2 separate regions of the Mus musculus genome follow, and region 2 is linked to region 1. Evidence: chromatin contacts called from public Hi-C data. All regions are on one chromosome and are shown on one strand. The core of a region is the stretch at or near the end of the contact, and the rest is flanking DNA. Distances in the headings are between cores, read along the strand shown.

Region 1 (3,456 bases), core at 744-3,243:
CTCCTTTATTTCAAACCACTGGCTTTTGACACCCAGGACAGACCTTGTAGTTTATTCTTGGAGAGGATAATGGCTCTTCTGTAAGAAGTCAGGGCCCAGCAGATCCACAAGTGCTTCCCAGTCTCCTGAGCTGGCTCTCAGCACCAGGAGAGTTGGAGAAAGCAAGCGAACACTGAAGTAGAGAGGTCAGAAGGGAATCATGGCAAGGGTAGAGCCTAGCTCTAGGGGACTGCAGCTCAAACACGCCCACATCCAGGGATCCTGCAGCGAGTGATGCCAACCAGTGGCAGATAGCACCTCAGAGCCAGCTGGGGGTATTGCAGGCATAGCAGAACACTGGGGCCCAAAGTGCTCAGAGGGCAGGAGGAGTATCTCTCAGGGGAATGGGACCGTTTTGCCAGATACAGCAGTAGAACAAAGGTATTATGGAACGCTTAAAATGGTTTTCTGGAAAACTCTGATTTTGAAATGATACTAAAAGGTTGAGGTCTGGGTGTGGCTCCACGGGAGAGCATTTAACTTAGCACACAAGGACTCAGGTTCCCTCTTCATCACTAGAAGGATGACAGCAAGAACAGAAATGTAAATGTTAAGTTTTCTAAATAAACATGTCTGCAACCGTGCCCAGCTGTGGTGAGAGATGGGAGGCAGCCCAAATGAATGTTATGCCTTTCTTGTTTAAAAAGGATATTGTCAGGCTGGAGATATGGCTCAGCGGTTAAGAGTACTGACTGCTCTTCCAGAGGTCCTGAGTTCAATTCCCAGCAACCATATGGTGGCTCACAACCATCTGTAATGGGATCTAATGTCCTTTTCTGGTGTGTCTGAAAAGAGCTATGGTGTAGTCATGTGTGATATATATATATATATATATATATATATATTTTTTAAGTACAATGTCTTGGGCATGGGCTATGGCACAGTTAATAGAGCGCTTGCTTAGTGTGCATGACTGCACTGAGTTCAGTCCCCAACTCTACACAAGCCAGGCATGGTGGTGCAAACTTGTAACCCATGACTTAATAGGTGGAAACAGGAGGACTGGAAGTTCAAGGTTTTTCTCAACTACACAGCAAGTTTAAGACCAACCTGGTATACAGGAGACCACGCCCTTATCCCTCAAAGACCCTATATTGTCTTTCCTGTCTATCTTGTAAGCCATCCTGGCCAGGTCAGACTCACCCATCTAACTAGATGGAATCCATCTAACCAGACTAGGAAAACTGAGGCCCCACTAAGTGAAGTACTTGGGAAGTGCCATGCAGCATCAGTAGAATTGAGGCTTAAGCTGTCTTTTATTCCAAAATGGGTGCTCTCTCCCATCTACCATGCCAAAAACTATGGGGCAAGGAGAGGAAGGGTTGGTCAACAGCGCCAAGACCTACTTTTCCGAGGAGTGCTGACCCATGCCCATCATCCTTGCTCCCTGCTCTCAGCATCCTCACAAAAGCTCAGAGTGGAGATCAAGTGTCTGAGGTGCTGATGGGGCTCGTGACAGACCCATCTCTGTAGCTCTGTAGATGGTCCTCACCCTGTGGGGCTGTTGTGGAATGCAGAAAGGAATGGCCAGCAGTGTCGATGATGGATAGATTCCAGTGTCCAAGCTGAGACTGTCTGCCTCTGAGATCATACCCCATTCACAAGCTTCCCGTGGCCCCTCACCCCATCCCTGAGCCTCCTCACCTTCTAAACCACAGTCTCACCACTGCCCCTAGGGTCCTGAGACATGGGACTTCCCACAGAGGAAGGACAGCTCAGAGGCCTCCAATCAGATCCCCCCCCCCACAATAAGCTGGCTTGCTGCAGGCTCTGGGAGCCAAATGGACCCCTTAATGTAGCCCCCAAAAGAAGCTCACTGGAACCAAACACAGCCTTTGCCCATTTGGCAGTGGGCTGGGGCAGGATCTCACTTCCGCCTACCCAGGAAGCTGTGGGACAACTAACTGTTCAGTGTCATCCAGAGGGGGAACTGGTCATGTTACCCAGGTAAGGAAAAGGCCTTCAGCGCCACCTGCTGGAGATAGAGTAGCAGCATTCTATAGGGGACATCCCAAGGATATGAGACAGAGGCAAGATTTGAGTAGGGACAAGGAGGGGATGAAGGGCCTCTCTGGAGGCCTACACTTGACTACAAATAGGCATAAGCATCCTTCTTGTAGTAACATCAGGAATTCGAAGCTGGGAAGCTCAAAGCCTGAGCCTGGCCTTACAAGGATGGGTGGGTGGGTGGGTGGATGCATGGATGGATGGACAGATGGACAGATGGACTAGTCTCCTCATCTGTGGTATGGGCTGATAACAGCACAGACCCATGGGGTCAGATTGCTCAGGTATCACAAGCCAGATAACAGCCAATGTTAGTTCTCTCTGGAGACTGGGCTGTGTGCTTGTTGCAGTAATTTTAAATTTTATGTTTATTTTATTTTTCATGTATATGAGCGTTTTGCCTGCCCATATGCATCAGGCACATGCCTGGTGCCTGTGGAGATAAGAGAGGATGTAGGATTTCCTAGATGTGGAGTTATGGACAGTTGTGAGCCACCATGTGGCAGTAAAGAGCACTGACTGTTCTTCCAGAGGACCTGAGTTCAATTCCCAGCAACCACGTGGTGGCTCATCACTGTAACTCCAGTCCCAAGGGATCTGACATGTTCTTCTGGCCTCAGGACACATACATGTATGCGCAGGCACACATGAAGGTAGAACATGCATACATATAAAACAAATAAATACAAAAAAAATAAATCTTTGGTGGAAGTATATATAAGCTTAGATCACATGGCTTGTTTTAAATATGTCAGTAAATGTATTAGGCTAAGACTACAGGGGATCATGGCAGCCATGGGCCACAATCATCTACATCCATAGACTTTTTTATTATACAAAATATTAGAGGCTGAGGATATATCTCAGTTGGTAGAGAGTTTATCCAGCATGTGGGAAGCCTGTGTCCTAGCTTCACTTCTGTTACCGTGAAAAGATACTTTGACAAAAATCACGTTGGTGGAGAAAGAGCTAGTCTTAGCTGACAGTTCCAGCTTGCAGCCCAATGTTCCAGGGACATCAGGAACGGTGAACCCCATCACATCCACAGTCCAGAGCAGAAAGAAATGGAGGCATGCACCCTCAGCTCCCTTCTTCTGTACATACAACTCAGGGCCTCAAACTATGGAATCATGCCCCTCCCCACTTTCAAGCTCTGTCCTCCCACATCAGTTAAGGAAGTCAAGACTGTCCCCTGCAGATGTGCCCACAGGCCAACCTGATCTAGACCATACCTCACTGAAAATCTTTCCCCCGAGTGAGTCTAGGTTGTGTCAAGTTAGTTTAGTTAACAACTAGCAAACATATCCTGGAACTGGAGACCACCAAGTACAACCTCCTCGCTTCATATGACAGGAGAACTTCGACTTCCTACAGAAGACTCGGGTTCGATTCCGTGCACCCACATTATGG
Region 2 (4,027 bases), core at 664-3,163, 160 kb before region 1:
AGTACCCAAGGAGACCAGAAGAGGGCGATAGCTCTTCAGAACTGGAATTATAGATGGTTGTGAATGGCCATGTGGGTGCTGAGAACAAAGCAGCAAGTGTCCTTAACCACTGAGCCATCTTCCCAGCCCTGTAAGGACTATCCTTTGTGGAGGAACCGAACTCTGAATCGTGGTGTGGGTGTGCCCACCTGCTCTCTTGGCCTCCTCCTATCAGAAATCGTTCACATCACCCCGTTTTGACATGTTGAAATGACCGCAGCAGCACTTGGTGATTCACACCTATCATCCCAGCATGCAGGATCCTGAAGCAGATGGAGCAGCATGAATTCAAGGCCGGCATGATCCTGTCTCAAAATAATAATAATAATAATAATAATAATAATAATAATAATAATATGGTTTAAAGGAAGAAAGAAAGACAGACAGACAGACAGACAGACAGACAGACAGAAAGAAAGAAAGAAAGAAAGAAAGAAAGAAAGAAAGAAAGAAAGAAAGAAAGAGCCAGATGTGGTGCTGTATTCCTTCAATCCCAGTACTCAGGAGGCAGAGGAAGGTGAATCTCTGTGAGTTTGAGACCAGCCTTGCCTATATAACAAGTTCTAGGTCCACACAGAAAGACCTTGTCTCAAGGAGGGGAACAGAAGCTGGAGAGATGGTTCTCTTAGGTTAAGAGTGCTTGTTGTTTGACGCTCTTGTAAAAGACCTGAATTTGGTTCCCAGCACCCATCCATATCAGGCTGCTCAGAACCCAGCTCCAGGGGATCCAGTGCCCTCTTCTGGCCTCCCCAGGTATTGCATTTACGTGACATCATTAACAATTTAAAAAGAGAGAAAAAAATAGGTAAAGGAATTTGCTGTGAAGCTGGAGTGTGGTACTTGACCCACGGAGAGAACTGACTTCTGCATGCACACACACCATACATAACAAATAAATGTATGTAAGCGAATGAATTTTTTAATCTTCCCCCAAAAGGGAAGAAGCTGGGCACGGTGGTTCATGCCTGCAATTCTGATGCTTGAGGGATGGAGGCGGGAGGAACAGTTCTCCTCCTGCTATTCCGGGCTACACGGGCTACACGAGACTGTCTCAAAACCAACATAAAACCTCAATTAACAACAACAGTCCAGGGGCTGGTGAGATGGCTCAGTGGGTAAGAGCACTGACTGCTCTTCCAAAGGTCCTCAGTTCAAATCCCAGCAACCACATGGTGGCTCACAACCATCCGTAATGAGATCTGACGCCCTCTTCTGGTGTGTCTGAAGACAGCTACAGTGTACTTATGTATAATAATAAATAAATCTTTGGGCCAGAGCGAGCAGAGTTCCTAAAATTCAATTCCCAACAACCACGTAAAGGCTTACAATCATCTGTACAGCTACAGTGTGCTCATATCCATAAGATAAATAAATATTAAAGAATATAATCCAAAAAACATTTTAAAAGTTAAAATCAGAAATGTGTACAGGGAGCCGAGTCTCCTCCACCCACGAGGGGAAAGCATTTTGGATGATGGGATGCAGATATGGAGCCTTGGGAGGGGATGTCGTGTATGTGTGTGGGGGTGGGGGGGTGGGGGGGCTGTGTACAGCACTCATGATGCTGGTTTTCTTTCAGGGAGAGCCAATGGCAGGGTGCCCCGTCCTCAGGGTCCCCACGCTGTTCCTGATCCTCCTGCTGTTTCCAGAGCTCCACACGGCAGGCACCCTTGCATCTGGATCCTCTGCCCGGAACCTGCCGGAGACCCACTCCCACCTCCCCAGCTCTGCACTGTGGGTGTCCCAGGCAAGCCATCATGGCCGTCGGGGCCTGGGGAAGAAAGACAGGGGCCCAGGAAGGCCTAGCCGGGCCCAGGAGGGGGCTGTGGTCACTGCTACCAAGCAGGCTTCCCAGATGACACTCGGACAGCCCCCTGCTGGCCTTCTGCAGAATAAGGAGCTGCTTCTGGGGCTGACTTTGCCCTACCCCGAGAAGGAGGCCCGGTCTCCCGCTTGGGAGAGGGTGAAGAAACGTGGCAGAGAACACAAGAGACGCAGGGACCGTCTGCGACTGCACCGAGGTAGCTGGAGACCTGGGGGGAGGAGGGAACTACACGGGAGAAGGCTCTAATCCAGTGCCAAGAGCAGGAAGTGGTCGTAAAGTCTGCGTGTTAAGCCCCCGCGCCCCGAAGAGACCATTCAGAGGTCTCCACCTAGGGCAGAAGGGGTACCCAGAAGAGGGGAGGCATCTTCCTGAAGTCAGAGTGGCCTGGCAGGCAGGGAAAGGCTAAGGGAGAGACCTGGGAGAGAGACAGGGGTGAAAGAGAGGAAACTGACATAGAAGTTCTGCTCCCTTAGGCAATCAGTCACCTTGCATCTGACCTAAATCCACCCTACTCACAGCTTCCCTGCGTACAGACAGAACGGCTGGAGTCTTCCTCCTAGCACATCCTTTAGTGAGCTCTGGAGCAGAGTCTGGGTGGAGAGCTTGCGCTCTAAAGCCAGATCTGCTGAGACCCGTGTCTGACTCCGCTACTAGCGAGTTTGTGCCTTGAGCGAGTCCCCTTCCTAAGCCTCGCTTTGTCCTGCTGCAAAGATGCCACCCAACCTTAGTGCAAGAGGGAGCTGATGCTCACAAAGCCTAGGGAAACTGCTACTAAACCCTTGGCTCCCCAGTCGGCATCCTCCAACCCTGAACACCAGCGACACCGTGTGGCGATCACTGGGAGATGCGGCACAAAGCAGGAGAGAGGTTGACTTGGGATGGGGAATGCAGGACGTCCAGCCTGCAGTTGCTTGGTTGTGAGACAAAGCATCATAGAAGAAGCCTAGAACTGACACCTCATGGTGCCCAGCGGCCCAGAGAAGGAGGAGGAAGAGAGAGAAAGACAGATAGACACAGAGAGGAGGGATGAGAGAGGAGAAGGGGGAGGAAGGAAGAGACAGCGCAGGAACATCTGGGTCCCCATATCTCCTTCAAAGACACCCTGATGACTCAAGTTTCCTCTGCTAGGCCTCATCTCCCAGAGGGCCCTACTGTTTCCATGGAGAGCCACTGGCTGGAGAGCCAAGTTTTTCTTTGTTTTTGTTTTTTTTTAAGATTTATTTTTATTTTTAATTATGTGTATGTGTGTGTGGAGGTGGGGTGGTGTATGTGTATGTGAGTATGGGTGCCACCAGAGGCCACAGTCATCAGACCCCCAGGAGCTGGAGTTAAACAAAGTTGTGAGCCGCCTGACATGGGTGCTAGGAATTGAACTCAGGCCCTCTGCAAGAGCAGGACGTCTCTTAACTGCTGCATCATCTCTCCAGCCCCAAGACCAAGCCCTGGGTCCTCGGGCGCATCAAAGACATAAACTTCAGTGTCCTGAGAGAGAGAAGTCACCGTCCCATGTCTGCCTGTGTTCAACCTTCCTTAACACACTCTCTGCCTCCATTCCCTGTGCTCCTGCGGTCACCCAGGCCCAAACGAACAGTCTCCAGCAAACCTGAGACTCACCAGCCAGCGGGCCTCTGCCCAGCCTCACCTGGCCCTGAGCCTGCACAGGCCACCTGTGACTGCCTGTAGGGGCAGAACAACAACGCCACAGATGGGTTGGTGGGGTTCACAGGGTATTATTTCTCTAAGAAGAAACTGGAGCAGCCTCAGCCTGCTTCTCCTGTGGATAGCAACAGGAGTGGAGTAGGGCAGGAACTGCCTCCCTGCCAGGTCGACTGAGACCCCTACGTGGCAACACATGCCCTCCCATTCTCGAGATCCCCTCTGCCAGTTTAGAAGATGTTGATGCCTTGAGGACTCACATGGGGCCCATAGTTTCCACGAAGTGATGGCTTCAGTGAAACGGCAGGGATGTCCTGAGGGATGGTGACATGGTGGCAGAGGGCAGGTGAAGTCCACAGGCCAGGCCAGGCCAGTTTATCAGCATTTGGGAAACCTCAGATTGACTGGGGTTCATTTCTGCAACTCCTCCAGCCTCTGTCCTGGTCCCATTGCTTGTGACCCTCTGCTGACCCTGTGTTGTTCCCTGCCACTGTCAGTATCCCACAC

Evidence for each region. Hi-C and Micro-C count contacts between places; a contact is called where the count stands out from the background.
Region 2: a contact with region 1 is called in a Hi-C map of the N1E-115 cell line, with 7 times the contacts expected there. The contact joins two enhancer-like sites. A contact is called at or near these places in 1 of 15 datasets of contacts at CTCF or cohesin (embryonic stem cells), 9 of 484 Hi-C or Micro-C datasets (B cells, the G1E-ER4 cell line, the N1E-115 cell line and 2 more), 2 of 115 datasets of contacts at active chromatin or transcription factors (embryonic stem cells and microglia) and 1 of 9 other capture datasets (embryonic stem cells).

The regions. Positions count from the first base shown.
Region 1 is chr4:147,958,913-147,962,368 of GRCm38.p6, reverse strand. No RefSeq gene overlaps it. Among named protein-coding and RNA genes, the nearest start is that of 2510039O18Rik, 20 kb to the right of the region's middle. Within about 2 kb of position 1,993, at least 14 of the 459 cell types and tissues checked have an H3K27ac peak or open chromatin away from gene starts, as enhancers often do. A contact at or near this core is called in the N1E-115 cell line, where this site is marked.
Region 2 is chr4:148,113,592-148,117,618 of GRCm38.p6, reverse strand. It overlaps Draxin (dorsal inhibitory axon guidance protein), which reads left to right. Exons shown (of 7, transcript NM_027426.3): 2 at 1,619-2,060. The coding sequence starts at 1,628. Among named protein-coding and RNA genes, the nearest start is that of Draxin, 15 kb to the left of the region's middle. Within about 2 kb of position 1,913, at least 51 of the 459 cell types and tissues checked have an H3K27ac peak or open chromatin away from gene starts, as enhancers often do. A contact at or near this core is called in the N1E-115 cell line, where this site is marked.